Linked DNA regions of Mus musculus: all the other regions are linked to region 4. The links are chromatin contacts, called in public ChIA-PET and HiChIP or PLAC-seq maps. All regions are on one chromosome and are shown on one strand. Each heading gives the region's core, a stretch centred on a gene start, on an enhancer-like site or on the middle of the called end of the contact. The rest is flanking DNA. Distances are from core to core; before and after follow the strand shown.

The links. ChIA-PET counts read pairs in DNA pulled down with a chosen protein or histone mark. HiChIP or PLAC-seq counts read pairs in DNA pulled down with a chosen protein or histone mark.
Region 1: a contact with region 4 is called in an HNF4G HiChIP or PLAC-seq map of pancreatic cancer cells. The contact joins the enhancer-like site here to the promoter of Dnajc25 in region 4. A contact is called at or near these places in 2 of 39 promoter capture datasets (liver and pre-B cells), 2 of 15 datasets of contacts at CTCF or cohesin (the NIH/3T3 cell line and large pre-B cells), 1 of 484 Hi-C or Micro-C datasets (bone marrow-derived macrophages), 3 of 115 datasets of contacts at active chromatin or transcription factors (bone marrow-derived macrophages, embryonic stem cells and pancreatic cancer cells) and 2 of 9 other capture datasets (adipose tissue and liver).
Region 2: a contact with region 4 is called in an RNA polymerase II ChIA-PET map of memory CD8 T cells, with 5 read pairs. The contact joins the enhancer-like site here to the promoter of Dnajc25 in region 4. A contact is called at or near these places in 2 of 39 promoter capture datasets (HPC-7-derived erythroid cells and hematopoietic stem and progenitor cells), 1 of 484 Hi-C or Micro-C datasets (bone marrow-derived macrophages) and 3 of 115 datasets of contacts at active chromatin or transcription factors (bone marrow-derived macrophages, memory CD8 T cells and stem cell-derived neural progenitor cells).
Region 3: a contact with region 4 is called in an H3K4me3 HiChIP or PLAC-seq map of embryonic limb bud, with 2.5 times the contacts expected there. The contact joins the enhancer-like site here to the promoter of Dnajc25 in region 4. A contact is called at or near these places in 1 of 39 promoter capture datasets (cranial neural crest) and 1 of 115 datasets of contacts at active chromatin or transcription factors (embryonic limb bud).
Region 5: an H3K4me3 HiChIP or PLAC-seq map of bone marrow-derived macrophages shows a contact between it and region 4, with 3 times the contacts expected there. The contact joins the promoter of Susd1 here to the promoter of Dnajc25 in region 4. A contact is called at or near these places in 6 of 39 promoter capture datasets (the C10 cell line, hematopoietic stem and progenitor cells, liver and 2 more), 1 of 484 Hi-C or Micro-C datasets (B cells), 3 of 115 datasets of contacts at active chromatin or transcription factors (the SCID.adh cell line, bone marrow-derived macrophages and pancreatic cancer cells) and 1 of 9 other capture datasets (liver).
Region 6: an H3K4me3 HiChIP or PLAC-seq map of bone marrow-derived macrophages shows a contact between it and region 4, with 3 times the contacts expected there. The contact joins the enhancer-like site here to the promoter of Dnajc25 in region 4. A contact is called at or near these places in 5 of 39 promoter capture datasets (the 3T3-L1 cell line, 3T3-L1-derived adipocytes, HPC-7-derived erythroid cells and 2 more), 2 of 15 datasets of contacts at CTCF or cohesin (the NIH/3T3 cell line and large pre-B cells), 4 of 484 Hi-C or Micro-C datasets (CD8 T cells, the G1E-ER4 cell line, cerebral cortex and 1 more), 3 of 115 datasets of contacts at active chromatin or transcription factors (bone marrow-derived macrophages, memory CD8 T cells and microglia) and 4 of 9 other capture datasets (adipose tissue, liver, macrophages and 1 more).

The regions. Positions count from the first base shown.
Region 1 is chr4:59,313,268-59,317,745 of GRCm38.p6, reverse strand. It overlaps Susd1 (sushi domain containing 1), which reads left to right. Exons shown (of 17, transcript NM_001163288.2): 16 at 1,941-2,034; 17 at 2,337-3,063. The coding sequence ends at 2,337. Among named protein-coding and RNA genes, the nearest start is that of Gm35578, 34 kb to the right of the region's middle. Within about 2 kb of position 2,020, at least 93 of the 459 cell types and tissues checked have an H3K27ac peak or open chromatin away from gene starts, as enhancers often do. A contact at or near this core is called in the NIH/3T3 cell line and pancreatic cancer cells, where this site is marked.
Region 2 is chr4:59,293,897-59,298,073 of GRCm38.p6, reverse strand. No RefSeq gene overlaps it. Among named protein-coding and RNA genes, the nearest start is that of Gm35578, 14 kb to the right of the region's middle. Within about 2 kb of position 2,778, at least 21 of the 459 cell types and tissues checked have an H3K27ac peak or open chromatin away from gene starts, as enhancers often do. A contact at or near this core is called in bone marrow-derived macrophages and memory CD8 T cells, where this site is marked.
Region 3 is chr4:58,528,032-58,532,476 of GRCm38.p6, reverse strand. The region is part of intron 1 of Lpar1 (lysophosphatidic acid receptor 1); the gene reads left to right. Among named protein-coding and RNA genes, the nearest start is that of Lpar1, 23 kb to the left of the region's middle. Within about 2 kb of position 1,991, at least 7 of the 459 cell types and tissues checked have an H3K27ac peak or open chromatin away from gene starts, as enhancers often do. A contact at or near this core is called in embryonic limb bud, where this site is marked.
Region 4 is chr4:59,000,509-59,004,874 of GRCm38.p6, reverse strand. It overlaps Dnajc25 (DnaJ heat shock protein family (Hsp40) member C25), which reads right to left and starts at 1,682. Exons shown (of 4, transcript NM_001033165.3): 1 at 1,318-1,682. The coding sequence starts at 1,644.
Region 5 is chr4:59,435,919-59,440,151 of GRCm38.p6, reverse strand. It overlaps Susd1 (sushi domain containing 1), which reads left to right and starts at 1,519. Exons shown (of 17, transcript NM_001163288.2): 1 at 1,519-1,946. The coding sequence starts at 1,829.
Region 6 is chr4:59,364,669-59,368,723 of GRCm38.p6, reverse strand. It overlaps Susd1 (sushi domain containing 1), which reads left to right. Exons shown (of 17, transcript NM_001163288.2): 10 at 2,810-3,002. It also overlaps the pseudogene Gm12527. Among named protein-coding and RNA genes, the nearest start is that of Susd1, 72 kb to the left of the region's middle. Within about 2 kb of position 2,338, at least 51 of the 459 cell types and tissues checked have an H3K27ac peak or open chromatin away from gene starts, as enhancers often do. A contact at or near this core is called in CD8 T cells, the G1E-ER4 cell line, the NIH/3T3 cell line and 4 more, where this site is marked.

The DNA of each region.
Region 1 (4,478 bases), core at 771-3,270, 310 kb before region 4:
GTAGCTGACATTTGCCATGCTGACTTGGTACTATGTGGCAAGTCGTTATTTCTCACAGTAACCCTGGAAGGCGGGTGCTGTTGTTAGGATTTTCAAGTGCTTAGAGCATCCCTCAGTGTGGGAACTGAAACAGACAATGGCCAATGCACTGGTTGAAGTCCCACTGCTAGAGAGGGACGATGTGGAGATAGGACGTGAACACCCTCATTCCAGTTTTCAACTTTTGAGATGGCTTCATGGGGCTGGGTTTGTTCCTGTGCACTGTATTTTGTTCTACCATATTCTTTCCTATGCTAATAGACCATCTCCTTGATGTCTGATAGTCAAGTCTTTTCACATAAAATATACAAGTAAATTCCAATTTTTTCACTAGCCTCTTTCCATTTGATAATTTCACATCCTAAAATGCCAAGGCCCTCTTCTTCTGAATATGAAAAGTATAATTTTTTTCTTTTATCATAATTTTGAGATAGGGTCTTACTGTGCAACCCAGGTTGACATCATGATCCTCCTTCCTCGACTTCTTAAGTGCTGGGATTATAGGTGTATCTATCCATAGCTGGTCAATCCATGTTTTTCTAGAAAGTCTTGGGGTAACACTTTTTGAGACAGTGGATTTTCCTTGACTATTAAAAGTGGTGTGTTCCATGTCTGTGCTTGCAGGTGCCCTGGACCCCACAGGGTTTCCACTGGAACAAAATTGCTCTTAAACTGGTTATTGATATCTGAGCTGGGCTTAATTACTCTGTGCCTCTGACTCTCCCCTGTGAAGAAGGGAATATAAACACTTCTTAGCAGATGCACGAGTTAATTTTTCATTATGACAACACAGCTTAGGCGAGTAAGAGATGTGACTGGGCTCACAGTTTCAGGGGAGTCTGTGTAGAGTCAACCAGCTCCATTGCTCTGGCTTGAATGAGGTGGCTCACCATTGCTGGGGCAGGCTCATCTCACAGTGGCCAGGAAGTGAAGAGAGGGAAGCAAGCCCAAGCCAGCCAGCTTCTTCTGCTGCTGTTCACCCAAACCTTTGGCTTATTGAATAATGATGACCATATACAGGGTGGGTCTTCCCTCTCTCACAGACACACCCTGGAGTATACTTTCCAAACCTCCCAGGTACCCCTTAACCCAACCGAATTGGCATTCCAAGTTAACTGCCACAGGAGCCTGAGTTAGCTTGTGTGAGATGCTTACAACAGTGTGTGCCACTCAGACTGGTAAATGCGTGTTTTCTAATAAAAATCACAGCTTTTTTGGAGACGTGAAACTCCAAATAAAGTCTCTTGAACCAAATGTGCACCACAAATGTGAGTGGTTTTCCATTTGTAATCAGGGATGGCCCTGAAATTGTCATGTGACGTTTCCTACATAGAACACATGTTCTGAGGACTTTCACATGGCCTTTGAGAGTCCGTGGGACAGAGCAGAGTGCTACTATCCTGCTGATAATGTAGTGAAAACAGAGGTTTTATAATTTATAAAATTTATATGTGACCACTGGAACTGACTAACATTTTTGAAGCCTGCAGTCCAATGATAGCAGGATGACTTCTTCCATCAGCAAGGAAGTGACCCATAAAAATCTATCAAAGTGACCGGAGTGAGGATCTATCTGCACACAGCGCGCCTCACGTAGCTTTGGTGTGTCCACAAGTTTAGGTTCTTTTTTTTCTCCCCTGTATGATTTGGTTTTATGCTTCCTTGATAGAAATACTTTGAAACTGTGGTTTCCTGAGGCCTGAGATCCACAGGAGCTGTTGGGGACGCAGGGGCTCTGTGGAGGCATTCTTGGGATTCTTTGTTAAGTGAAGCCCAGCTTCAGATTAAAACAGAATGTGCGCAGTTGGATATGGCTCTCCCAGGAGGGTCGTGACTGGACGTGGTGATGGGATGTGGTGATGGGACGTGCTGTGGGCTCATCATGTGGTCTCTTCCCACAGACTCATCGCTCACAGCGCAGCAGATGGTGGGTGTTGGACTGGGCTCCGTGGCTTTTGTGACCATCCTTGCATTCTTCTCCTTCTCAGCAGTGTGGTATGTGAGACTGTCACTTTTGAAGAATGAGTGGAATTGGGGGGAGGCTGGGGTAGGAGTCATGCAGAACAGCTGGGCATGAGGGAGGGTCGGGGCTCAGGCAGCCAGGAGACAGTGTGGCTGACCCTGCAGCTGAGAGTAGGAAAAGCTGGAATAGTGATGACCACCCCATCAGTCCAGCAGGAAGGCTGGTCTCCTGTGCAGCCTCCCTGCCTGGGCTCTGTGGACCTGGGCATGAGCCACACATGGGGAAACAGCAGGGTGTGCAGTGTTTGTGCCCTCTCTCCCCCGTCTCTGTCTAGATGGCTCAGCCTGGGAAGACTGACTTGATGATGCACAGATGTTCTGACAGCTTCTCAGGCCCGTCTGTGGTGTGGCTCCCATCCTAAGCCCTGGTGTGGGGCTGAAACTTTCTCCAACCCAGCATGACCTCATTCCTGAATTTGAGATGATAGCCATCTCTGTGGAATCTTAAAACTTGGGAGCAGTTTATGTGTGCTTCGTGCTTTCTGGATCAGTTGTATATCTGTGACCTCAAGACTCATGTCCAATGTAACACCACAGGCCACAGACCCTGTGAGTCAGCCCCTGTTTACACTGGATGTGGACAGGCCACAGACCCTGTGACTCAGGTCCCATAGACATTGGATGTTGAACCTCTGCCTCTTCCTTTAATTAGTTCATCTACTAACTAGTTCAGGATCTGTTCTCCTCAACAGGTAATGAGATGGGCTTAAGTCTGGGCTGGAATTGATGAAGGAGCTCACCAGATAGAGAACAAATATGAATAGATATGAATAAATGTTTCAAGCATTTTAGGATTCGCCCCTGGCCTATACCAGAAAGTACAATAGCCTGGCTACTCTCTCAGGTTCCCTTCGTGGCTTTGATATAATTCCTGTCGTTTGTGTGAGACCAAAAGTGATGTCTGCTTTCCAGAAAAACCCATTCTGTAATTTCTTCCCCATTCCTCTTTTTTGTCCCCCTTTTCTTACTCATTTTCTATAAAATTGTTCTGTGCCTCCCTTGAGCTATTTGGGTTTTGTGGTAATGTAGGAACAGTGGACTGAAGCAGCATCCAGCGCACGGTCAGCATCTACACGAGTTTTAGGAATTAGGAAGAACAGTGATTAACATACCCTACGTACATCCCAGTAACCATGACTGAAACTGTGTTCATATAGCCCATGAAACATCAGCTATAGGCCAGGCTGGCTTACTGTCCATGTGGATATACAGGTAGAGTGTATTAAGTTTGACTTTTAAAACCCTTGGGTATTCTTTAACTTTTTCTCTTAAGACAGCTCAACTCCGATGGCTTAGTCGGCCATCACTGGAAAGAGAGTCCCATTGGACTTGCAAACTTTATATGCCCCAGTACAGGGGAACGCCAGGGCCAAAAAGTGGGAATGGGTGGGTAGGGGAGTAGGAGGAGGGTATGGGGGACTTTTGGGATAGCATTGGAAATGTAATTGAGGAAAATACATAATAAAAAAATATTTTAAAAAAACAGACAGCTCAACTCCAAGGTTGTGAGTTTTCTCTTCTACCCCCTCCCTTGCTAGACATACACAAGAGCATGGGAAATAAAGGGGTGTGGTTATAACCTCAGGGTGGAACACAGAAGAGTGTGGATCTAGAACTGTGCACCAGCAGGGTCATGGCTGGGGTGTTTTCTGCTTGCTTGTGGGGTGTTTGTTGGGAACCTGGTGCTATAATATAAATGTGATTTGTCTCCACAAAACTCTTGGTGAAATTTGATTGGACTGAGACTTTTACAAGCTGAATTGAGTGTCAGGAGGCACTGGTTCCTTCCTGATGGGACTGGCTTAGTTACCACAAGAGCATGTGGTACTCCTGAGTCCAGCCCTCCTTCTGGGTTTACTAAGCTTTGAAGCATCAAGAGACCCTCATCAGAAGTCAAGAAGATGCCTGTGTCATGCTTCCCAGACTCCTGAATCATGAGCCCAAGCTATCAGCTTCTTTGTTCTTTCGAAATCATTGATGCTTACCTACTCAAATACCATCACACTGTCCATAAAGCCCACACATGTTCCAACATGGTGGGTTTTTTTTTACTCAACTGGGAAAAAAAGTGTTCTATTCAACTGCAGAGGGAGGCAGTGTTCTCGATGGCAGCTGCTGGTCCTTGCTAGTAAGAGAGTGCTCTGTCCTTTGAGTAGCTAACCATAGATAGCAATTTAGGACCACTATTTCTACAGCTCTCTAATTTTGCATTCTAGAATAACTGTCCAAGATGCCCACATGGGGACTTAACATAATTACCACTGAAAGGAAGAAATCTCACTTGTTTAATATATATATATATATATATATATATATATATATATATATATATATCAACTTGGATTCAATAACTGGTGAACCAGTAAGTAGACTATTAGCCTGTACAGTGTAGAAATAAATGTAAAAGGAGTTCATCC
Region 2 (4,177 bases), core at 1,529-4,028, 290 kb before region 4:
CTAATGCAGAAAGAATACTTAGAATTAGCTCAGAGGGGATGGCTCGGAGAATAAAGTACCTACTGAATGAGCCCAGGGACCCAGGTTTTATTGTTTACTTTTTTTGTTTTTAAAGACAGAGTCTTGAGGCTGGAGAGATGGCTCAAGGGTTAAGAGCACTGACTTCTCTTCCAGAGGTCCTGAGTTCAATTCCCAGCAACCACATGATGGCTCACAACCATCTGTAATGGGATCCAATGCCCTTTTCTGGTGTGTCTGAAGACAGCTACAATGTACTCATATACATAAAATAAATTTTTTTAAAAAAGGGGAGTCTCTAGCTCAGATTAGCTTTGAACTCTCTATGCAGTCAAGGATGACTTTGAATTTATAACCCTCCATTCTCTAGTTCCTGGGTGACTCCTGGGATTACACTTGGTTTTTGCTGGAGGTCAAACCAAGTTTTATGAATACTTAACCATCATTCTGCCACATGAACTACCTCCCCAGAATGTGAGTTTGGAGCTTTTTGGCACCTACATAAGAAGTTGGGTATGGTACATGGTGGTTTGTATCTATAATCCAGGAGAACTAGAGATAGATGCTTGTGGTCTGCTGGCTAGCCAGTCTAGCAGAATTGGTGAGTTCTAGGTTCCGTGAAAGACCTTGTCTTAAAGACATCGGGAATAATGAAGGAATGAATAAATCTGATGTCGATTTCTAGTCTCACATGGATGCATATAAACATGTATGTACACACACACACACACACACACACACACACACACACACACAAGAAAGAGTAGCCAAAATTGCTTTCACAAGAAATTTCACATATAAAATGAGCTCTCGCTAAGCACGGTCCCTGCTCTGGTTACCAGGTCGCTAAGACTCATCTACCCTCAGACCCACATTTGTCGCCCCCACCCCCATGCCCAACGTCTTCCCATTTCTCACTCATGCCCTCAGAACCCCACCTTTCTCGTTTGTTTCTGTGAGCGCAACAGAAGTGGTAACTGTGCAGTATGTCTCATTCCCTGTTGGCTTGTTTCATGCAGTGCAGTGTCCCGAGGCTCGTCAGGGTGGATGGTAGGATCTCCCTAAGGCTACATGACATCCTCGCGCGTGTCTCACATGTCCCTCATCCATCTCTCTGTTGATGGGGATTCAAGTTGCCTCCGTGTCCCACCTTCTGTGGATAATGTTGCAAAGACCCTGGAAATGGAGAGATCTCCTTGACATCATGATTTGATTCCCTTTGACTATAAACATAAGAAGTAGGCTGGGTCATACTGAAATTCTGTTTAGTGTTTAGGGAAATGTCCATATTGCATTTCTTTACTAACTCACCTTCTCAGCATCTGTGAACAACATATCTCTTCCTTTTGTAGACAGGTTCTTGCCCTAGCCTATGATGGCATAGAGTTCATTAGAATCCTGCTGCCATGGCCTCCAAAGTGCCAGGAATGCAAGCAAGGGTTACCATACCTGGCCAAGGCTTCTCCTTTCTCTACATCTGAGGGTTTTGGGTGTCTGTCTGTCTGTTTGACTGTCTCTGTATCTGTCTGTCTGACTGTCTGTGTTTGTGTGTGTGTCTGAAGAACAACCAGATCCCCTGTTGTTGAGTTCCTTATACAGACTTTGAATAGTAAACTCTATTGGGCTTATGGTTTTTGACTATTTCCTCCCATCCCTGGATTGTCCTTATCATTTTGTTGGTTTGTGTGTAAAAACTTTAGTTTGACAGAAGTCCCATCTCTGAGTTTTGCTAGAGGACAGAAAACATTGTGACCTGGAGCTTTGGCTTCATCTGTCTCTTTCTTGTATCAATGAAAGCAAAGTGATGTGACAACTGTGAGAACGGGGGTTGGGAGGGTATAGAATAGAGGTGAGAGATGAGCCCCTAAACAAGGTGCCACAAAGAACAGCTGCTGGTTTTTTACCCTGAGTCACACAGGGGTTTCTCCACCCTTTCTGCTACCAGATACCTGGTTCTTTTCTTTTATGTCTTCATACTCTCCTTTTTCTTTCTCTCTTTCTCTCTTTCTTTCTTTCTTTCTTTCTTTCTTTCTTTCTTTCTTTCTTTCTTTCTTTCTCTCTCTCTCTCTCTCTTTCTTTTCCTGTCTCTTTCTTTCTCTCTTTCTTTCTTTCTTTCTTTCTTTCTTTCTTTCTTTCTTTCTTTCTTTCTTTCTTTCTTCCTTCCTTCCTTCCTTCCTTCTCTCCTTCCTTCCTTCCTTCCTTCCTTCCTTCCTTCCTTTCTTTCTTTCTTTCTTTTTTTTTTTTTTGAGACAGGGTTTCTCTGTGTAGCCCTGGCTGTCCTGCAAATCTCTTTGTAGACCAGGCTGGCTGAAACTTACAGAGATCTGCTTGCCTTTGCCTCCTGAGTGCTGGGATTAAAGGCATGCATGCCTAGCCTGACGTTCTTGTTTGGAATTGATGGCAGACAGTTGACCACCTACCTCCCTTTGGTGCTCCTTTTCTTACACCCTAATGAAGACCAGATGTGTGTCTCTCATTCACTGGTGGCACCAGGGGCTTCCATGTCACTACTAAGCTCAGCTTGCCCTGGAATTTGCCACGTAGCCCAAGCTAGCCTCAGACTCACAACCGTCCTGCTATGGCCTCCTGACCACACACATGTACTACCGTGCTGTCTCCCAGGACAGTTCCCAGTTAGACTGAAAGTTTAAAAGTCAGCTGTTTGGGGTTTGTTTTGTTTGTTAATTTTACACTCATCCTTAGCAAATTGGCCCTGTAACTGATCAAAACAAACCGATGATGTCATTTACTTTCATTATGACTCCTTGTGACTGGGAAATCAGTCTAATCTTTATTTTACATTAGTCAATCTGCATCTCATCCTCCCTCTCCAGGGATGGGATTATTACCCTGTGGGTGGGGTAGAATAACACAAAGTATGATGGAGAGATTCACAGCTGGAGACCACCGTAGGCAGGGTCGGAGCTGACACTGAGGGACTGGTAGAGGTTAGCCTGTCTGAGACTCTAAGGGAAACCAGAGGCAGTGTGTATTAATGTGTGGGTTCACATAAGAGTATGAACAAAAGCACAAAGAAAGGGGGTGTTAAAGACTGAAATCGAGGGCCAAGAGAGGAAATAGGGGAGATATTAGGAATGCAGAAGCAATATGGTGATTCATTGGATTGCCTCAGTGCTGGGAGGTAGGAAAGGGGAGGAGACAGTTGCTTATCAAACCTTTCAAAAGAACATTTAAAGACAGAACATGTGGCCAGGCCCAAGTTCAGTGGTGGAATGCTTGCCTGGCCTGGGTAAGGAGGAACCTGGGCTCAATGGTCAGCAAGAGGACAGAAAGGAAGTGGGGCATTATGACTAATGAAACATTGTCTTCAGGCACGCTAGATATCCACTTAAGTTGTATTTGTCGTTTAAGTAGTCACTTGGAAAGACTAAGCACTACTGCAAAAGATCTTGAGAGATCCCCTTTTTAGTAATTAATTGCCTTCAGAACTTCTCTATGAGCCACAAATGGGCACCAGCATTATAGCCTCAAAAAACCTGTCTCTGTTTCTCTGTATATGGCGAGAACATATATGGACATAAAATGTATTCCATTAAAATGTGGCTGGTTAGACATTTCTTCTACAAACTAAGAGCATGTGGCAAATTGCTTGTATCTATTTTCCAAAAAGATACAACTTAGGGAGGATAGTTCAGAAGATTTCACTCATAGAACAGCGAAAAAGAAAGGCAGGGGGTACTCCAGACTAGGAGAGCAATCTTCAAGGAGGGAGTCGGACATTCAGAGCAGCCACAGTGGGGCACCTCCATGGAGAGGTAAAGAGGCAATGTTTCATTTATCTACTGGGTTTCTGGTTTTAATCATTGTGGTTGGAAAGCTGCTACATGTGAGTTTCTGATCCACCCGGGTCTCTTGCTGGTAGCTCCTAAGGCAGTCACTAATAATCAGGTCGTCCGCCTAAATCACTCATAAACACCTTAACAAATGGTGGGGGAAGATGAATCAAGCTTTGCGTAGTTTAGGTAGAAGGTCATCTAGAAGGAGAATCTGTTTGTCAGAATTTCTGACCACCAAAAAACCCAGACATGTGGCCCTTTATACACAGCTTGGATTCTTTATGTCTTCAGATCCACTGGCCTGCAGCTCTTGCCTACCCATGTGAATAAGATAAGCCGTACAGAGCCCATACTTCTGAAGA
Region 3 (4,445 bases), core at 742-3,241, 470 kb after region 4:
ACAGTTTGCCTCACATGGGCTGTCAGGCTTCATAGTGACATCAGAGCTGCCTCAAACACCCCAGCTCAGATTGGAGATTATGCTATGGATGTCAGTAGTAGGGTTTTGTTTTTCTTTTTCTTTTTCTGTACATACCAAGTTCTCTTATGGAATCATAGTGGCTTCATCACGTGTAACAAACTTATAATGTTTTCCCATGTACTACTCAGTGTGGATTCATTCTGTTGTTTCAGAATGCTGGGTTTTTAACTTTGTTGTTTAAACTGCTAACCTGAGTTTCTTTCAAAATGATCTAGTGAGTTTTGGCTTGAGATGAAGACAGACTCTTCCATGCTTTCTGAAGTGGCCCTGCATTTTGTACTATGTGTTTTGTTTAAAAAGGCATTCTCAGTACTGACAAGTATTTTCTTTATGATTTCTTATCCATATATCACTTAATTTTTATACCAACTTTATACACCCTGTGCCGAGTGGGGTCATGAGTGGAAGGGCTTAGAAGCCTGTTTTAGATAACTGCTTTAGACTGGTGACAAGATCACCAGGGCTCTACTATGCCCTCAGCCATCCCATTAGCGACAAGCACGAGATATACCTAGTCACTTTGTGTCTGCTTTTGTGCTCTCAAAAGAGGCTATGTGTTTGAGTACCCAGATATACATACTCTTGGGACGAAATACTATTCTTCTGTGAGAGCAAAAAGAAGTTGGAAACAATTGTGAAGCAGAAGTAGGGATGGGAGAAAGAGGAGAGAAGAGAACCTTCAAGGTCATCTTTGATTTCATCATCTGACAATCCTGGAGGGTTTGATCAATCTGGTTTGGATCCTGGATCCAGGAGAGCTGCTAGCTGCATGTATTTATTATTATTACTATTATTATTATTATTTTATGGTATTGGGGATTGAACCCAGGGTCATGCACATCATAGGCAAGTACCATTCCACTGAGCTACACCCCCTCCCCACCTTGGTGGACTTTTTAGGTACCATGGTTTGAACTTTTCTTAAGAAAGAATTTGTCCTATGTGACCTGCCCAAGGAATTTACCACTGGCTTTGGAAGGTAGTGAGCTTCCTGTAACTGAAGGACTCACTAGAGACTCCGCAGCAGATATTCTGTTAGGATTAAAACACTGGATAAAAGGAAGAACTAAGTAACAACTCTAGGGGTTTCTTGCCAATCATGAGAGATGCTGTATTAAATTTTATAATCAATACCATTTTATAAACTGTGCTGAGAGAAGTCTAGTAAAACTGTAGTCAATTGATCATTAAAACCAAACATAGACCCACCCATCACCCACGTATGCGCACATGAAAAAGCCAGGATAGTTCTCATCGCCATTGAAGTTTACTCTTTGCAGGTTGCAATGTTTCTAGGAATGACGTGCTTTCCGACTGTCTTTGATGGCCTGATCTTTCCCTGTTGTGTCCTCTGTGAATTTGGCCAGAATCCCTTTAAAGACCAGGTAAAGGCTGGATAGAAAACATTGAAGCTTTCTTCTGAATTCTGGTGCTCTTGCTCTCTGCCTGGGGAACAGCCTTCTGGAAGAAGAGGGTGAGCCATGATATTTTGTGTGAGCCCAAGAAGGCAGAGAGGTTTTCCTATCATTAGATAATAATATGTATGTATTAAAGGTCGCAGGAAAGCGCTCCGCCTGGGGTCTGAGTTTTTACTACTGCTGATTATGATTTGTGGCCTCCAGAAAGTTCAAGGACATCTTACCAAAAAGTTTTATATCTGATGCACTTTTGATGTCACTAAAAAAGAGAACCAGCAGGCAAACATTTTCAGCTCTGTCTCTTTTCTTGATGATGTTTGTTCTTCTGCCCTGTCTTGAAAGGCCTTAGAAAATGTTGACTTTGCCCCTGTGATTGCTGGGGATTGTAAATTTTTATGTGCTTTAAGACAGGTGGTCTCAGTTCCTACCTTGTTTTCCGGTCTTTTTGCTTCCACTGCTTGGGTTCCCAAGAGTCAAAATTGATGCCAGATGTGTGTCAACATCAAGAATCCCTGACTGGCTTTCTTGTTCTCCCAACCCCCTCCCCACTCCCTAGATACCAATGCAAGAGAAAGACTCAGACACCAGAGACAGACGCTGTTAGCACTACCAGGCTGGTTTGTGAGATCTGCAGGCACGTTGTTTGGGGCTTAAGAATGCTCACACTCACAGATGAGCATATCAAATGTATTGTGTTAATCAGTGATCTAGAAAATTCAGTTTTGTTTCTATTTTGTTTTTAATGTTTCTGTTTTCTGATTCTGTGGACTCATGTCGTCTTCCAATTCTGGGACTTATTTTTTTTTTTCTTTTTTTTTTTCTTTTGAGACATATCTCATTCTGCATCCCAGTCTAGCCTTGAATTCTATGTATCCCAGACTGGTTCAAACTCATGGAAATCTTTCTTCTTCACTCTCCCAAGTGCTGGGATTTCAGGCATGAGCCACCATGCATGTAATCTGGGGTATTTTGGTTTTGGCCTATTTCTTTACACTTGTTACTTCTGTAGGTTGGGCTTTTTTTTTTCTACACCAAAAGTTGTGTGTGGTTTTTTGTTTGTTTGTTTTGTTTTGTTAGATATTTTCTTTATTTATATTTCAAATGTTATCCCCTTTCCTGTTTTCCCCTCTTAAAACCCTTTATCCCATCCCTCTCCCCCTGTTCACCAACCCACCCACTTCTGCTTCCATGTCCTGGCATTCCCCTACACTGGGGCATTGAGCCTTCTCAAGACCAAGGGCCTCTCCTTCCACTGATGTCCCACAAGGCCATCCTCTGCTACATATGCGGCTACGATGCTTCCTGCATCTGAACTTTACTTTCAGATTCTTTTCACGTCTCTGTGTAATTTCTTCCCAGTAAACCTCTAGTGTATTAATTCTTTCTTCAGCTGCTCTCTGTTGTGTGTTTTATTTTCTTTTGAGTTTTCGTTTCTGGAAAGTTTGAATAATTTTCAACTCTTTAACATTTATTTACGTATTCTCTCTCTCTCTCTCTCTCTCTCTCTCTCTCTCTCTCTCTCTCTGTGTGTGTGTGTGTGGTTTAAGTGTGCTTATGAGCGATGGTGTTTTCAGAGGTCAGAAGACAGCCTGCTGGAGTTCTTTCTCTCCTTCCACCATGCTGCCTAGGGGAATCAAACTCAGGCCATCCGGCCTGGCAAGCACCTTTATGTTTTGAGCCATCTCAACCGTCCCATTTTAAAAATGGAGTAATTTAAAATCTATCATCCTTTTAATAATGTCCTCTTATTAAAAGATTATCATTTTATAAGCTGTTCTGACAACTCCAGTATGTATAAACTTTGCATTTGTTGGTTTTGGTGACGTCAGTATGTGCTGGCTTGTTTCCAAATGTTTTGTGCTCCTCCAGCCCCCAGTCCTTCCTCCAACTCTGACCCCACCCCATGCCTGTATATGTTTCTGTGTTTCTTTCCCTCTGGGCATTTAGAACTTAGGTTAAAAACACTTTGGAAAGAATATGCGTTTGCTTCTGTTTTAACCCATGGGCACTGCAGTTTCAATTTTCCCTTTGAATTTTTTGGTGGCCAGATGAATAGGATTAATTTCAGTCTCTGATTAATTAGTGGCAGGTGCCTGTCTGTAAGTTCTCAGGGAAGATTCTTTGCAACTTTCATCCAAGTCCAGAGGCAGTCACACTTTTGTGCCTCCTCCCTTGTGATGCGAGTCTGTGTTCACGTCTCTGGTTTACCTGTTGACATTCAATTTCGGGGATCTTTGATCTGATTCTATGGTCCTTCTGAGTTCTTTCTGTAAACACCAGACTAACAGCTGACGGGGTTTGGGATCTTAACATTGGCCACATTCAGACTTCTTTTACCTCAGCTGATGACATATATTGTTTCCATGGAGACTCGATACTTTTGCCAACTTGGCTGAAAACCGCACAGGTAGCTGCTTGTGGGTCTTCATATTGTGCATATAAAATATACTCAACAAGTTCAGGTGCTTTAATGTTGGAATGATTTTCAGGATGTTTGTTCTTTAATATTCCTGGAAAGAAGTCTACAGTAGGACACATTTCATCCCCTAAAGGCATTGTTTAAAAAAGATCTGTGTGTGGCTGCATGAGTTATACACACACGTGCATTGTCCATGCAAGTCAGAGGAGGGTATCATATCCCTTGGGACTGCAGTTACAGTTTTGAATTACCTTGTGGGTGCTGGAAACTGAATCTAGGTCCTCTACAGCAGCAATGAATTCTTGGAACCACTGAGCTGTCTCTCTAGCACGTGGAGTATATTTTTATTAACCAAATAGTCCTATTCTTCTGTCGACTGAGGAATAGGATTATTTGGTTTCACAGTTGCTTTTGGTTTCACAGTTGGTTCTGTAATGATGCCCTCATATAGATATGCCTGTGTAGATGGCTGATTATCTCCCCACAGTAAATATCTTGAAGCAGAATTGGTAGGTCAAAGAGTATGT
Region 4 (4,366 bases), core at 433-2,932:
GCGAAGGCGACAGTTGCCAGCACTTCTGCTCCTATCTGTCCTGGCTCTCTCAGCAGAGCCCCCAGTGCACCTCGAGGCCCTTGGAAGGTCGGGCAGCATAGAACCACACGTTCCTCAGCAAACAGTTTGGGGTTCATGTGCTGAGTGGTTCCAGGGGGAGCAAGTTCTTTCTGGTTTTTTTGAAGCCTGTTCTCTCAATCACTCATTCCTCTAATAATGGGGACTAAGCCTTCAAATTTCTTTCTAACTGCTCGCCCATACCTCAACTGAGTGCCAACAAAAACTGTACTCTCACTAGCTGGTGAGAATTTAGTCAGTGAAGTACAGTCTTAATAGCTCCAAACATCAAACTGCTCTAAGCCTGAAAGAAAGGGAATTTGACTCCGAATTGCCAACTCTGTAAAGCTAATCTGGAGGACTAATCCACCATTAATGGTAATACAGCTATCCAAAGTAGTCATTACAAGAAGGCTGGAAAACAAAACAACAACAACAACAAAAACCTAGGAAAGAGACACAGCTATGATGGAAACACGGCTATGACTGACGCTGCAGTCTTCCGATGGGGCTCTTGAAACAGAAATACCTCCCTCAAGCATGACATAACAGGTGATTTTTTTTTTTACATATACTGCAGTAATCAAAGAAAAGGGGGTCAAGCTAAATCCTCCTACATGCACAGCAGGCAATAAAGCCTTTGTCAGATCACTACACACGTCCAAAAATTATTTTCCTACTAGGAATTCTCAATCTTCTGCCCCAAGTCAGAAACAACTATCCAAGGTCACTCAGGAGTTGTCAGAGCCAAAAGTCACAGTCCAGTTTTCGGACTGATAGTTCGCTGTTTGTGTGTGTGTGTGTGTGTGTGTGTGTGCGCGCGCTTCTAGATAAATGTCATTATTGACATTATCCCAGAGGCCAAACTTCTGTCCTATCAAATTGGCATGATCAGTTGTTAATACTCAGTATTTCAGACTTTTCTGTTCTATGTCCTATCTCAGATCCTAGCACTGACAATCACCCTGCTTTCCGAGCATGCACCTCAAGTAACCAGAATGCTTTTTACACCAAAAATAAAATAAGTGCAAAGCTTTGCATAACAACTGTCCAAAAACAGAACTGGCTGTCCTCCAAAACTGTCCTCGAGGAGGTGGCCATGCTGGCTAGCGGGCCAAGGTGGCTCATTCCACGGCCACGTGGGAAACGTGGACCTCCTAAAAGTCCAGGCGGCAGCAGTGTGCTGGGGTCGTAGAGGACCTGATCACCCGGCTAGGAGACCCAAATCCCCAGCCACCCATCAGCGCCCGCGAGCCTCACCTTGAGCGTCTCGTAGGCGGTCGCCACTAGCAGGAAAGCCTCGGCGCTCGGCGGCGCGCCCCCGGGGCCGTCCCCGGGCTCGGGCCGGTAGCGATCTGGGTGGTAGCGCCGGGCCAGCTGACGGTAGGCCCGCGCGATCTCCGCCTTGCTGGCCGAGCGGCTCACGCCCAGCACCTCGTAGCAGTCGCGCGTGCCGCAGTACAGCCCTTCCACCAGGGCCTCGGCGGGCCGCGCCAGCAGCGGGACCAGCAGCAGCGGCGCCAGCAGCAGCCATGGGCGCTGGCCGGCAGCCCCGGGTCCCCCGCGCAAAGCGAGCCGCGCCGCCATCCCCGCCTCGCTCGCCGCTCTGCCAGCACAGCGGCCGCGGCTGCTCTCCTCGGCGCCGGGCTCGGCCCCGCAGCCCGGTCCACGTCAGCAGGCCGCGCCTGTGCGCAGGCGCAGGGGGCGTGGCGCCGCAGCCACTTCCGTCCCCGCGCGTTGCTAGGAGAGAAGGACGCCTTAGCCTCGGGCGGCTTCTGTGTGTTGTGGAGCCTGGTAGTCTTAGTAGCTCAGCGGTCTTTTCTGAGGCAGGGGTAGGTGTCTGTCTGTCTGAAGCGCTCCTAGCCGCCTAGTGCGGCACAGTCCACACGCAGGACTAGCCACACGCCACCTTCTCGACCTCGCTACTTCATCCGCTGCCGTAGGAACTCTGGGCACTGGCATCCTGTCTCCAGGCCTGGACATTGCCCCCCCTCTAACCCAAACTGAAGATGAACTTAGACAATTGCACTGTCTCTCTCCCAGGAGCCCTGAAAGACCGTGGCCTTTTTGTTCTCTGTTTCTCTGCTTATTTATATTTTAGAGCAAACAATTATTTGCCCGGAGGATGTAAAACGTTTAGTAGTACCCCCATACGGTCCACAAAAGTGCCTGTAACACCATTATCCCTAATTGTGACAATCAAAATACAGCTTAAGATCTTGCAAATGCCTCCAGGGAAATCAGGAGGTGGAGTGGGGAGAGGACGTGCTCCATTAAGTTTAAATTTCAGATAAACCACAGTTTTTAAATGTGTAATTTATTTGTTGCTGTGACCAAATACCTGCAAGCAGCAACATCAAAGATGAAGGATTTATTTGGGTTTAGGGTTCTAGGGAATACGGCCCCCACAGTCCAGAAGGCCTGGCAACAAAGTTGCTAGTTACACATTATCTGAAATTAGAATAAAGGAATGAAAAGGGTGCCAAATTTATTTTCTCCTTTTTATTTGATCCAATGCCTCACTATGTATGATGGTGATGTGTCCATGTTGTTCTTACCTCAGTTACACCCTTCTGGAAAACAGCCTCACACACACTCAGAGATGTGTTTCCATGGTGATTCTAAATCCAGTCGGGTTGATAATGAATGACCAGTATATCCCACATGACTGACTTTATAGTTTCCCAGGTCTATGATGGCAACTGGCTAACAACTAATAGATAGGGATCTATCCATTGGGATTGGTCTGTACACCAAGTGAAGATTTGATAGACAATGTTAGATATTCAGGAAGAATACAATTAAATTTTTCTAGTATCAACATGGACTTTAGCCTCTATAAACCTCAATTATTTCATTTCAAATAAATTCAAAGTGAGCCAAAATACCAATACCTCTTTCAAGACGGGGAGTTTCTATTAATAGTCACATTTGCAGGTTTGACGAGTACTCACACTGTGGTGGTTTGAATAAGAATGGTTGCCACAGGCTCCGATACTTGAATGCTTAGTAGCCAGGGAGTGAGGGGATTCTTGGTAAGACTTGAGAGAGATGGTCTTGTTGGAGGTAGGCTTTTGAGTTTTTCAAAAGCCCACATCTGCTCCCCCTCACCCCCACTCTCTCTCTCTCATACACACACACACACACACACACACACACACACACACACATACACACACACACACACACACACACACACGGGGGGGGGAGAGAGAGAGAGAGAGAGAGAGAGAGAGAGAGAGAGAGAACTAAACCTGTGAAACTCTAAGCAAGACTCAATGCCTTCATTTATAAGAGCTGTCTTGGTCATGGTGTCTATTCACAGCAATAGAACAGCGACTAAGACAGCTAATTCGGACCACTGCAGGATGTCTCAGAATTAAAATTTTTCAAAGTGTAACCAGACGGTGATGGCGCACCATACCTTTAATTTCAGCACTCAAGGAGGCAGAGGTAGGCAGATCTCTATGAGTTTGACCATAGAGTGATCTACAGAATGACTTTCAGGACTGCCAGGGCTACACAGAGAAATCCTGTCTCAAAAAAAAAAAAAAAAAAAAAAAAAAAAAAAAAAGTAAAATAAAAAAGTTTCAGGGGCTGGTGAGATGGCTCAGTGGGTAAGAGCACCCGACTGCTCTTCCGAAGGTCTGAAGTTCAAATCCCAGCAACCACATGGTGGCTCACAACCACCCGTAATGAGATCTGATGCCCTCTTCTGGTGCGTCTGAAGACAGCTACGGTGTACTTACATATAATAAATAAATAAATAAATCTTTTAAAAAAAAGTTTCAAAGTATATATATATATGTATATATATATACACACACACACACACACACACTTTGGCTGATCTACAGTTACAGTTGTACACCAAGCTAGCCTTAAATTAATTTGTGGCAATCTTACCACCTCTGCCTCCTGAGTGCTAAGGTTAAAGCCTGAGCTATCCTGCCTGTCTTTTTTTTTTTTTTTTTGATGTGAGTACACTGTAGCTGTCTTCAGACCCACCAGAAGAGGGCGTCAGATCGCCTTACAGATGGTTGTGAGCCACCATGTGGTTGCAGGGAAGTGAACTTAGGACCTCTGGAGGAGCAGTCAGTGCTCTTAACCACTGAGCCATCTCTCCAGCCCTTATTGTTATTATTTTTAACAGTATTTTTTAGAAGCTGGCTTGAACACTGTTTTGAACTTCTTCCTGGTGATATTTATCATGTGTACCTCACTGCAAGTTGACTAATAACTGTCCTAATGATGCGAGAGACATGGTTAGTAGTGTGGAAACAATATCAATTTCATAGCTAGCACTATT
Region 5 (4,233 bases), core at 270-2,769, 440 kb before region 4:
TGGCTTGTAAAGCATGAAGCAATAGGCCCCTAGTTATCACCGTCCCTTAGTCCAGCCCACAGGCTCTCTAGACCTATGACCTAGAGGGCACCAAAGCCAGAAAAGCCTCTCTGCTTGTCTCAGAGTTTTTTGTTTGTTATTTTGAGACAGGCTCTCCCTACGTAGTTCTGGCTATCCTGGAACTTGTAGTGTAGATCAAGGTGCTTGGAACTCACATCCTTCTGCTTCTGCCTCCTGACTGCTGGGCTTAAAGGCATGCACTGCCATTGTGGTCTCAGGATTTCTTTCTATTCAGGTAAAGGACCCCAGACAGACAGACAGACAGACAGCTCTGATTGATAATATTGTCATCGGGGTTATTTAAGTTAACGTATACTCTTATAAAGCCACAAACAAACCTAGTCAGTAGGACATTCATAAAAGTACACTTTTGAATTGAATAATCCACGGAAAGTGGGTTAGATAGCATTTACTCCCATGCATGCTGAAAGAGACACCCAGTAATTTTCCTTCCCATGTCCAAGTCTTGGATAGTTGTTTTTTCATGCATCATGTTTTTTTTTAAAGTATATATACATATTTATTTTGCAGAAGGGCATGAGAAGTAGAGATAAAGGTTGTTTTAAAAATGTCTTGAACAGTGGATTTGTGCAATGACCTGTGAGGGTTCCTGGAGACTGGTTTTGCCCAAACACCTAGAGACATGTTCACACTTTCATGGTGCTCTACTACTTCCCAAAGCAGGCTTCTTTCTTTGTTGGACAGAAATAATCTTCAAGAAAACTTGTTACAAGAGACTAGGAAGTTTATTTTAACGGTTTCTTCCTAAGGCAGCCCAAGTTCAGCCCTTATATGGGTGTATTTGCCTGCCTTAGAGGTAGGGCTAGTTCACCGGTGAGAAAGCAAATGAGGGTACCTGCTGAAGTGGGGAGTGCCCCCTGCACTTGGGCGGGCCCCACAGACAAAACTGATCTTCCTTCCTCAGCCTCCCTCAACCCCAATTCCTAACTCACGTTAACCCTCTGCTCCCCAGTCTCCCACCACAGTCCACCCAAAGCATAGATCTAAGCGACATTCACAGTTTCTCCTTGATCTAATATTGTCCTTTCTCTAATATTGCACTAATCTTAAGACGTGGTGGACTCTGTCCCTGAACACTCCATTTCTGATTCTCTCCAAAATTCAGAGGATCACCTGCCCCTTCCCGGATCCCCTCACGCCCTGATGCTGACCCTACTCTCAGAGCAGAGTTCTTTAACTCTGCCATATATTTCTCTAACCTTTTGTCCCCACCTTAAAACGGTCCCTCGGTTTCTAGAATACACGGTTGTCCTGTCTTCCATGTCTTTCTCACCACGTGTCTCTCCCCGTTCGATTCCTAACGTGCCAAGGAGGGCGTCGTCCAGCAAGTAGCTGGAACTTTTGTTTTGTCACCTGTTCCAGCATGTGCACCCCGGGTGAACTGGCCCATGACTAGTTTCCTCTCCTTTCTTTCCCTCCGCGCGGGCGGCCACCACCTCCCAACTCTCTGACCCGTCCAGTCAGAGACCCTTTCCTGTGGCTACTGCACTTCTCTGGTCTCCACAAGTCACACTTGCACTGCGATGTTTCCCCCCTAGCACAGTCCGCTTTCTCCCCGTGGCTCAGCTCGCGCGCAGCCGGTGCACCAGGCGCACCTAGATCCGGGGACCTGGGACCCTGCTCCCCGCCGGGACCGGCGCAACCCGGCGCCGGAAGCCTCTGCGCCGCCCCTTCCTCGCGCCTCTGGCCTTATCTCCTTGCACAGGGGCCTCCGGGGAGTGGCGGGCGCCGGGAGGGAGCCAGCGGCATGGGCCGGGGTCCCCGGGGCACGCGCCGCTCTCCAGGATGCGGGTTGCAGCGGCTGCTGCGGCTCGTGCTGCTGCTCAGCCTAGCCCGCGGCGTCAGCGGAGAGCCTGGCACGGAAGGTGAGTGCAGGGTACTCGGCGCGCAGGACGCTTCGCGCTCCGGATCTGGAGGCGCAGAGTCGGGGCGTGGAAGGATCATGGAGGCGGAGCGGCGAGAAGCACGCCAGACTGCCCGCCCCGGGGACTGTGGGGTGTGTAGTGGAGGCGGCCCTGCTCCAACTCGCGTCTCCCGGAGTGGGTGGGGGTGGGGTGGGGACTGGACTCGGGTGGGGGTTTGGGGGACCGGTGCGCCGCGTGGAGGATGTGGGAGGGCGAGCCGCTGGTTCTACAGCTTCCAGTCTCCCTGGCTTTTGCAGGACAAATTCCTGACCTGTAGTGGCTCTCCCACCACCACCTGTCCCTTTCCTTATTTTTCACTTCCACGAAGAACTAAATGTTAAGAATGTAAAGAAGAATAAGGAAGTTTATAGGAAGAGTTTATCCTTTAGTTCATTCATCCATTCGTTTATTTAGTCTGTTTATCCATGCATTTGTGTATCCATCCATCCATCCATCCATCCATCCATCCATCCATCCATCCATCCATCCGTAGAAAGTCCTTTAATATCTTCCCTGGGTCAGATGTAACCGTGCAATGTTGGCGTTCTAGTGGTTCATAGTCCCAAGGAGAGAGGCAGGCAAATAGTCTGTGTTTTAGACAAATTGGGACCAGTGAGCGTGGTGGGATTTACCTGACACGGAGGATTCAAACAGGAAAATGAGGCGAAGTCTGCCCACATAATAGCAGAACGTGTCAAGTGCTCTGAGAAGGTGTACTGGTCAGAGGAGAGGACAACTGTGTTTTACTGGGCAGCCATTATGCATGAGACAAGCTGAGCGGTTCCTTGGATTTCGGAAAAGGGGAGGGGTGCCCCATTCCATAGTAAGAGGTCTTTAGAAATGTGTGTAAAAAGGAATCCAATGTGTGAGATAGGTAGAAAGATTGCCTGCCGTGAGTTCCAGGCCAGTCTGAGCTACATAGTGAGTTCCAGAGTAGTTTAATCTACAGTGTGAAACACTGTGATCAAACAAACAAAACGAAAAGCCCAACAGAGTAATGGATGGATTTCAGACTGGGGATAGCGTGGGAAAGCAGGACGCAGAATACAGAAGGGGCTAGAGATGAGAAAACAGACTGGATTTGGCAAGAGGGAGTCAGTCTCATCTTGACTGGCAGAGAGAGCATGGTGTTTGGGTTTAACTGTTCCTTCCTGGTGAGAAGCCACCAGGAGCCATTGTAGGACACTGAGGGAGTGATGGCAAACAGTACATACATACAAGGACACCCAGTCTCTCTCTGGCATCTCCTTAATAAAGCCAAGCACTGAGCTCCAGAGTGGTGGTGGTTCATGCTTAATCCTAGAATTTGGGACACGGAGGAGGGAGGCACCATGAGTTTGGGATTAGTCTGGACCATAGAGTGGGTTGTCTCAAAAACAAACATTTGCAAAACCAAACAGGCTCTAGAAGTGGAAAAGAAACGAGATGAGTGGGCTTAGTGGAGCAGATTCCTGCCCTCCCAAATTCTCTTATCCTGCTACTTTGTTGTTGTTTGGGTTTTTTCCTGAGACAAGGTTTCTCTGTGTAGCTCTGGCTTTCTTTGTAGACCAGGCTGACCTTGAACTCAGATATCTCCCTGCCTCTGCCTCCCCAGTGTAGGGATTATTGGTTGCCTAGTGAATTTTACCATTACTTTGGGTATTTGATGTCTCAGCTTTCTAGAATGGCTCCCCTCCACCTCTGACATCTGGTACTTCAGTAGGCTTTCTTCCTTCCCCCTTGGGTCTCTGTCTTAGGGTTTCTACTGTGATAAAACAGCACAGCCAGAAACAATTTGGGGAGGAAAGAGTTTATTTTAGCTTACAATTCTCAGATCACAGTCCTTTAGAGAAAGAAGTCAAGGCAAACACTCAAGGCAGGACCATGGAGGCAGGAATTGAAGCAGAAGCAATGGAGGAGTGCTGCTTACTGACTCAATCTCCATGGCTTGCTCAGCCTGCTTTCTTGCAACACCCAAGAGTACCAGCCCAGGGGTAAGCACCCTCCAGTGAGCTGGATCCTCCTACAGCGATCTTCAATCAGGAAGATGCACCACAAGCTCGCCACAGGCCAATCTATGGAAACGTTTTTCTCACTTGAAGTTCCCTTTTCCAAAATGACTCTAACTTATTGTGTCAAGTAGACATAAAAGTAGCAAGCACAGTCTCCCATAACAGTGTGAATAAAAACCTATAGATAATTGAAAACGGTTTTAGGATCTGTGTAAAAACTCTAGCCTAGCAAAGTATCAAGTACAGTTCATTGAATT
Region 6 (4,055 bases), core at 1,089-3,588, 360 kb before region 4:
CAGGTGGTTTATCTCAATGCTGTGACTGTGGACAATCACTTGGACAACCTGCCGCTGGTACCATGGGGCTGGCGACCCAAAGCTGAAGAGACCTCCAGCAAAAAGCTTATACTGGCTTGCAATCCAGCAGCTTCCCACAGACCCTATAGAAGAACATTTCCCTGTCTTGAATGTGACCCAGTACTATAATGCCAATGGGGATGTGGTGGAAGAGGAAGAAAATTCCTGTACCTACTATGAATGTCATTCTCCTCCTTGTATGGTGATTGAAAAGCAGCTTTGAGAGTTCAACATCTGTGGGGGTTGCCCGGTGGCTTGATACTGTGGCTTTCAGTGCCAGCAGAAGGACCGGCCTGGCCACAAGAAGCACTGTCGGGAGAGGAAGTGTCCCTTCCAGCACAAGCTTGAGCCAGAACGATGATGATGACAGGCTGAAGAGCTGCCACTGCTGCAGGTTCAAAGTTTCCAGCTCGTCATGAGCACAGCGGAAGACAGACTGCCAGTTGAACCCGGAGGTGCCCAAGAAGCCAGCAGTGGATCCTGAGCAGCTGCCATGCGACGTCACAGCAACAAGCAGCCTGTGGGGACAGTGCCCCTCCAGTTTTCACCTCCAGCAGAGACAACAGGGAGGCTCCCTAGGACCTGTCTCATTATTTATATATTAATATGTTTGTAAACTCATGTACAGTTTTTTTGGAGGGGGGAGGGTTAGCAACTTCAAATAGAATTATTTGTTGTAGTCCTCAAAAAAAAAATAGGAGAGAGAGAGAGGGAGAGAGAGAGAGGAATTCAGGCCGAGTGTGATAAAGTGAAAATCAGTTATTTATTCCATAAATATTTAGCAAAAGAATATCATATATTATGACCCAAGAGTTTCAAGTCAAACAAATACCAATTTACAAATAAACAGCAACTGTAATGAGATACTATGAATTTTTACATTTGACAAAAATGTAAAAATAATGGGATGGGTGTGTGTGTGCGCGCGTGCATGCATGCATTTACTTCTAAGTATAATTTTTTAAATATTTACTTATGCTTTACCTTAATGTGCATGCTTTGTCTGCATGTTCGTATGTGCACCGTGTATGTGCCTTATGTTCATGGAGGCCAGGAGTAGAGTGTGGCGTTCCAGATGGTTGTGAGTCACTGTATCCATGCTGGGAATCGAACCCAGGTCCTCTTTAAGAGCCAGTGCTCTTAACTGCTGAGCCACCTCTCCACTTCTCCCCAACAAGGTGTAATTTTTAAGAAGCAAACCCCACATCAATCGTATCATAGAAAACGTGTAGGGATTAGCTGAAGTGGGGGTGAAGAGGGGAGGTGTGGGCAAAGAGGAGCAGGGAGGTAAGGAGGAAGTGAAAATCCTAATCAGGGCTGGACGGTGAGAAAGAGCCCTAGAAAAGAGACACATTCAAGGACCCAAATGGTTTATTCTATGATAGTACTGAAGGAGTTCTGTTAAAGCTAGCCAAACACTTGGTTAAGAAAACCAGTGATTCTTGGGGCTGGGAAGACCGTTCAGTTAGTAATGTACTTGCCACCCTAAGTGTGAGGCATTGAGTTTGGACCCCATCCCCACCTAAAGAGCCAGGTACCGTGCTGTGTGCCAAGTCAAGAGGATTCCTTTGGCTGCTGACTAGCCAGGCTAGCTGAATCTGTGAGCTCAGGGTTCAGTGAGAAGACATCCAGCCTCAGGCATCTATGCACACATACACACCCTAAAACGACTGAAGAGTTAAATGGAAAAAATAAACTGAACTTTTAATATGTTAAGGATCCATTTATGTAATACATGGGATATAGTTACGTCCACTGGAGAAAAGTGAGCACTCAAAAGCTGTCCGCATGTGAGAATATACACACTGTTCATATCACATGTGAATACATTATCCTTTATCAGCAAGTGGTCCAGGAGAGCAGGGTACCATGAGATCTTGTGCCCAGCTCCCCTGGTAATGCTTTCTAGACCCTGAAGCCTGACTGTGGCATTGGACAGCTGGAACCATGTGGAGGACATTCATAGCCTTGAGTGTAAGGGACTCAAGTTTTGCTGATCTCTCTCTGAGGGTGCCTAAACTATCCAAGAGAGTCAGAAGGCTTGGGTGAGAGTTGAACCTTATGAGCCAGTTAGTTATCCAGTCTTGGATGATCTGTGAGGATGGTTCGTTCAGTGATTGAAAGTAATGGTGGAGGGTGGAGAGCCAACGATGGGAGCTTCATTAAACTCAGTTTCACCAGATAAACTGTACTGGTTGATAACGTTTGATCATAGTACCCTGGGATCTGTCCTGCACTTCCCCTGTGACTCGCTTCCTCTGTGACTCACTGTTGCTTGAGCGGTGTGATTCAGATCGCAGTATGTGGGATGCCTCCACTCATCAGCTTTGACCAGCTCTGATGGGAAGGAAGACGCAAGAGAAACCACATCGCACTTTCAAAGCATGGCCTGGGATAGTTCTCATAATGCTAAGTACCCCGCACAGTGGGGCTTCTCTATGGAGTCCTCAGGATGAACAAAACCGAAAGAATTTTTGCCCAGTAGCTTCGGTGCAGTCTCTTTCATTTGAGTGGGCACAAGGGATTGCTCTAGAACCGCCTGCCGTCTTGTTATTCCCTGTCCGTCGTTGGTTATGCAATTCAATCTTAGTCCTACACCTGCCTGAGAGGAAAACTGGGTAGGACAGGTGCAGGAGCTTTGCTGTCTTTAAGGTAATCCTACAAAGATTAGCAGAAGGAGATTTCTTGACAGTCTAGGAATCTGGCAGCCAGCAGGAAGCTAACGCAGCACTCTCTTTCCGTCTGACAGGTGGAGGTTCTGGGTCAGAGGTGGTATCTAGAGAGCTCCTACCATGCTGCTCTCTTTAACTTCACAACAAGAGACCGAGCTCCAGAAGTGTGTTTAGATCTGTACCCCGCTACTGATTACACGATAAACATCACCCTTCTGAGACCCACTGAGCCGCGCTCCGCACAAATAACCATAACAACCTCAGTGACAGGTAGGCACGGATGCCTTTCCAGTTTGTTCCTGGGGATAACACATTAGGTACGAGGGTTCATCGGCACAATGAGGGGAGCACAGAGGATGGGGTCAAGAGCCCTGCGTTCTACTTCTAATAAACTGCCAGCTTTGTCTGGTATTCCTGATGCTTGAATCTTACCAATCAGTCCTTCTGTACAATGTTTTGACTTCTCGAGGAGATTCCAGAAAAGGAGACTACATAGAGATTCCAGGCAACTTTAGAGTGGGAATTCTGTAAGGCTTCTGTCTCTCGTTTCAAATTCAAAATGGCTCTCTATCTCCTTCCTTAATGTCTGTTTGACAAGTTGGCTCACTGTGCAGCTGTGTTTGTTCCTTTAGATTCATGAAGCCCCATATATTTCATTTATGCAATTTACATTGCATCCTTATGTTTTTGCATACTTGGGAAATTATATATTTTCAAACGCATGGTTCTTTCCCACAGCCTCAAGGGCTGTCCTGAAGGTCCCTGCATTTACCATTTTGCTGAGATGTTAGCCACACCTTCACCTCCTTAATTTGTGCTGTCTCTGAACATTGTGGAGGCATCAATGTTAACGGGGAGGACATTCCTCAAAGGAGGAACATCAAATATGTACATTATGCCCACAGCAGCCATTGACACTTGTGGAGGCCCACGCCTGCTGGCCCTGTCCCAGGGGCAGGAACTATGTTATTCTGTCCCTATCAAGGCCATGCTGGACCTGGCAATCTTCCAGAAGACAGAAATGTTATCTCTGCTGCACTGGGCACTGGCTGAATCCAGGGGGTTCACAGCTGGGCCATCCAGGAGCATGGCCCCATGTAAAGAATAAGCTGTTACTTCTGTTTCAGGATGAGATGAACTAGAGTGCGTTGGCCTTAGAGGAGGCATAAGGTCCCTTCCTCCCTCCCTCTCCTAACTGGAAGCTGGGGTCTGTCTGTCTCAGCTTCTGAGGGTTAGAAAAGTGACTGAGCCCAGGATCCAAAATGGGGAGAGCGGCAGCCCTATGTCCCAGATTGTTCATTGGCTGAGCCTTTGTGTCCAAGG